2 separate regions of the Bombyx mori genome follow, and region 1 is linked to region 2. A link is a contact called in public Hi-C data. All regions are on one chromosome and are shown on one strand. The core of a region is the stretch at or near the end of the contact, and the rest is flanking DNA. Distances in the headings are between cores, read along the strand shown.

Region 1 (2,700 bases), core at 76-2,575, 41 kb before region 2:
AGCAGTAATGCGTTTCGGCTTGAAGGGTGGGGCAGCCGTTGTAACTATACTGAGACCTTAGAACTTATATCTCAAGGTGGGTGGCGCATTTGCGTTGTAAATGTCTATGGGCTCCAGTAACCACTTAACATCAGGTGGGCTGTGAGCTCGTCCACCCATATAAGCAATAAAAAAAAAACCATTTTAAAATATTTAGAGATCCACGAACAGTCCTTAAATATTTATGAAGTTTGAATTTTATTTAGGATAGTCCATTATTTCAACAGAAACTACCCCTGACTATCCCTAAATATATCTCTGCCAACTGAGCCGCGTATCAAGCTAAATATCAAACAAACTAGTGCATAAAATCAGTGAGTGTCAGATGGGATCATTTATTTTAATGTAGTTAGTCAAAAACGTCAGTTATTTTGGAAGTACATAGTTTGTAAAAATACTGTTTTGGAGAGATTTTGTAATGGGAAAAACGCCCTGCGCAATCGAGTAATGCGATCGTAAAATGCGTTAGATAAGTTCAAAACTCCCTGAGAGTACTTATAAATATAATAGATTTCCACAAACGACCGCTACGCAGGAAATCATCGTGTTATAAAAATAAAAATCGCCAAAAAGAAACATAATTACTGATGGTAGGGGTCATGTGGCGATTACCTTGAAGCAGTTGTCTTGCAGTACATTAAAAACTTCGACAACAGTGTCCTTAGTGCGAGTTTCTTAACGTCCTCGATAGCGTAAAAGTTAACCCAATTTTGTATGCAGTTGGAACAGCGCCTCTAGCGGCAAACGTACGCAAACGATCCCATTCGATACAAATATGAGCTAACTTTTACGCTATCGAGAACGTTAAAAAACTCGCACTAAGCACCCAGGTCTCAAGATGAGCCGGACATTACTTTTATGATGTCTACGGTCGGTAGCCACTTAACATCAGATTGGCTGTAAGTTTGGTCGCACATCCACGGTAGTGAAAATTAACTTTGTGATACAGTGGAAAACCTGTTTAAGCGCACAAAAGTTCTTACAGGTAGAGCTGAAAACCTGAACTGTGCTTCAGTGTTTCTTTTTAATATTCACAGTTTAAGTTACAAACATTTTAAATCTCGCAGATCCGAAAACGTATATCACAAAACAGTTGCAGTATGCAAAAAAATTATGCTTGATTGACTCAAAAGTTGTAGTTTATTGTAATCCTCAGTTAAAACACCTCAAAAAAACTTTTCAATAAAAACTCGATGGTTCAATAATTATTATTAAGCATACGGAGATATTTAAATTTGTTTCACGAGTTGCGATGGTAATAATGCACATATTTTGATGTTAGGTGTGCGGGAGGCGGCGGGTGGGGCGGGCGGATAGCGACGCTGCATTTTCCCCAGGCGTATCGCGCGTTGCGATTTCCACGAGGGGCGCGCCGGTCCCCTCGCCGCAAGAGCCGGGAAATCGCGCGTCGTCCGACTCAGTCCGGTTCAGCCGTCGCGCTATAACGACGCCTGCCAGTGTGCGCCACAATCGCGAACTCGCGCTCGTTGCATCGCTTGTTGTACGAACTGCGCGCGTCCAAAATAGTGAGCTCGTGGCCGGGAAACGATCAGATCCCGGTGAGATACTAGTGTGAGAGCGGCGCCATGCTGCCGGCGCTGTTGGTGCTCACGTTAGCGGCTCTGGCCCCGGCTGCAGCACGCCGTCATGCGCCTTACCTGCGCGAAGACGAGCCCGCCCGTCGTACCGCTCGAACCGCCGGTGAGTGCATCTCTAACGCTGCCAAAGATAATCATCCAATGCTCCCGAGGCATTTATGTATACATCGATGTACTGCTACTAATCTACAACAGTGCACATTCAAACAGGCGGCATTAATTACGCTTCGCATAGAACGGCATGCGCGTAAAGACGCGCACGTGTGTTTATGTATGTAAATAATTGCATTCTGAAATTTATGCACCGGTCTAGAGCGACTGGATCAATTACATCAACCTGTACATTTACGAGGTGTAGTAAATGTTGTCGTTGAATTTGCAAAAATCGTTTTAAGTATTTCTTATTTGACGCTCTAAAACTGTTTGTTACGGGAATGATAGGAAATAAAAACAAAGTCACACTCATTATGGCAATATCAACAAATGTAGAGCTTCGTCGAGGGAATCTATTTTAGTAGGAAGAAATATCTAATCGTTATCGGGCAAAGACTTTCGAGATCATGTATAAGTTCGATAGATTATTATCAGATTCTGTTGTAGTGACAGGAGATCAGTGGGCAGTGGCTGTGAAAATATTTAAGAATAAAAAAATACAATCTGGAAGTACGTTTTATGTTTATTCTTGTGTTGATATTCAATGTTTTTGTTTAGGTGTGTAATAAAGTATACTCTGACTAAATGAATAAAAGCAGATATTATAGCTATTAATTTATAAATTTTTTTTGTTGACTTTTATGATAAAGCTCATGGTTAATCTGATGTTGAGTGATATCGGATGCTTAGAGATGTCACTATTTCACTAATTATATAATAGTCGATGTCCAGTCAGGATACCGGTCATCTGTACCCAAACTAGGGTTCCCTGTACTATAGATACCAGAGACAGATATATATAGTTATACACGTTTAAATAAATTCACATATACATATTGAACACCCAGACCGAGAGCAAACAAAATTATTCATCATATTATGAATGTTTGCCCGATGTGGGAATCGAATT
Region 2 (2,700 bases), core at 88-2,587:
TAATAATTCGACGTTGGGAACGCTGAGATCGTATGTACCCAGAGTTGAAACAGTTCATTTATTAATCGAATAGAACATAAATAGTGTGCACCGTATTGTGTTTTATTAGCGTTGGCATTCCCACTCTCGTCTATTAATCACTATATAATTAAATGATCGAGTAAAATTATATTTAGCGGAGAAAATGGAGCCGTGGCCGCGTCTGGCCAACCGTCGTCTCGCCCTCCGTTTTTTTTCATACGTTTACATTCCACAAATAAATTTACATGACCGTATCCCCGTTTCGTATTTATTCTAGAAACATTTTCACATTGAAATATTATGTACGACGTATTTAATAAATCGATGAAGTATGAAATCGTGTTATGAGCGTGTCAAAGCGCGAAATTAATAAATTTTCGTAATATCTTAAATTAAATAAGTGATAAATATGATCATGACTAGTCTGATTCGGTGGTTAGCCGGATTGCTGTGACGAAGGACGCCGGTTCGATTTCGACGTCGGGCAAACATTTGTCTGATGAACTGGTCCGTTTTCTCTTTATCTGGGTATTTAGTATCTATATATGTATGTAATTTATATAAGTATGGATCTAGTTTCCATAGTAAAGGTCCTAGTTTGGGGCCTTATGACCGGGTGTGACTTGACATCGATTATTATTATATTATAAGTAAATGCGTCACCCACGTTAAGATATAAGTTCTAAGGTCTCAGTATAGTAACAACGGCAGCCCGACCCTTCAAGCCGAAACGCATTACTGCTTCACGGCAAAAATAGGCGGGGTGGTGGTACCTACCCGTGCGGACAGGAATTCCTACTACCAGTAAGCTCGCCTGTGAGCTCGTCCATCCTTATAGGCAATAAAAAAAAAGTAGCTTCGTTGTTGTTCGAAAAGGTACAGAAATACGATTGAGATTTCGATTTCATGCTTTGTGGGTGGCGATGCGTCTCCATGTCCGGTAATCACTTAATAACCGGTGGGCCGCGACCTCTGCCTATAAAGAGCATTAAAATAACATGAATTGAGAAGCCCAATAGTCAGTGACTGTTACAGACACAGCTACAGTTTATCGCGATGTGAAATCGTCTATTAATAAATGCCACTAAGTAATGGTAGGCAGTAAATGTCACCTTTGAAATCAATGAACTTTATACGTTATGCCTGCATTACCTACTCAAGTTTATTGTGATTTTAATATGACGAAACTTCGAGAATTCCTTGCGGCGAGTGCATTTTTACATTTAAATGCGTTTGTGAATTAATGTTTATCATCACAGTGTCATACTTTGTTACAATGTTGTGTGTTTATATGCATTACTCGACTTGAACTGTAAACATGTTTACGATCGCGTTACTGCCGCACTCACTACTCACCGGCTAACGTACGTGGCATAAGATATGAATACCTACAAAACGACTTTTACAAATCAGAGAATCAAGAAAATACCACAATTCAAAGTAAAATTTATACAGAGTGTGTATATATTTTAATGGTAAACGAATGAAACGGATAATGTTGATATAAAATAACGTACAAAGTGCAGAAAGCGATGACATTTTCAGTAAATGCCAGATGTGTGCGGATTATTGGTGCTAAATCGGGTATTCGCATGCGTAGCTTGAGATGAGTACTAGTCTCGGGCGCCATGCAAATGTGCAATTGCTGATACGCACACAGGCAAATGCCAGTCATGATGCTTTCTACGAGGACCGATAACGGAATAACGAAACTATTAATGAGCGTGGTTGCTTGGTGAAATCGCTAGAGGAAAAATCTAAAGTCTTATTAACATAGTAGTGTAGCTTGTTTATTCATAATTGGCGGTTGTCTCCCTCCATAGTGCAGTGCGTGCGCGGCGCCCCGCCCCGCGGCGCATGCGCACCGTGCAAATAAATTGCGTTCGTAATATCGCGCGACAACGAATCGCTCCGGCCACAATTAAAATTTGCATTCCTGTCGTCTGATTGATAACTTTGTTGGATGTAAGGCGGTATTTGATAAGTGTAGGCGTACGTACGAAGACAGGACACGCGACCCATTGTCTTCTTGCAATTCTTTTGTCGACGCTCATACAAATAATTAATGCCGAACCGAAACTCTAATTAAAGTATGAATAATTAACGCACTTTTCCATTCATTCTCAACATTGAAGTAATTACAATGTATTTCATCGCTACATTCACATATGTATATTCTATAGCGAAATAATGATTTAAAATAACTTTTAAATTTAAGTAGGTAGGTATGCGCGAATTCATACTAGTTTACATTTATGTATCTATCATCTAGGCAACTAAATATATCATTTTTTTTATATAGAAAGTGCACTATAAATATAGTAAATACTATCCCAGCCGTTGAGTCAGCATACGACGATAAAATAGAAGCGACAGATGAAAAAATGTGTAAAAAAGAAATACATACAATCAATTCGTCGTCGCATTTATTAAAAAAAATGTCATGGAAATCGCCCACGAACTTTTTTTGATCTAATTGAACCATATATTATTTCAATTAAGACAGAATCGGATAATCGAGATTCCTAGATTTTTTACGGTCAAGATTAATATTATTAACTAACTGACCCGGCAGACTTCGTAGTGCCTCAATCGATAAATAAAAGACAAAAGGAATCCGTTCGACGGGGGACACATCAAAGGAAAAACAAAATTGTTTGTTTTTATATAATTCCGAGA

The links. A called contact is a pair of places that touch in the nucleus more often than the background predicts.
Region 1: a contact with region 2 is called in a Hi-C map of whole pupa, with 2.4 times the contacts expected there. The contact joins the promoter of LOC101745779 here to the enhancer-like site in region 2. A contact is called at or near these places in 2 of 7 Hi-C or Micro-C datasets (an unstated tissue and whole pupa).

The regions. Positions count from the first base shown.
Region 1 is chr8:9,313,714-9,316,413 of ASM3026992v2, reverse strand. It overlaps LOC101745779 (dorsal-ventral patterning protein Sog), which reads left to right and starts at 1,325. Exons shown (of 16, transcript XM_012695533.4): 1 at 1,325-1,740. The coding sequence starts at 1,626.
Region 2 is chr8:9,272,763-9,275,462 of ASM3026992v2, reverse strand. The region is part of intron 1 of LOC101745779 (dorsal-ventral patterning protein Sog); the gene reads left to right. Among protein-coding and RNA genes, the nearest start is that of LOC101745779, 41 kb to the left of the region's middle. Within about 2 kb of position 1,337, at least 8 of the 8 cell types and tissues checked have open chromatin away from gene starts, as enhancers often do.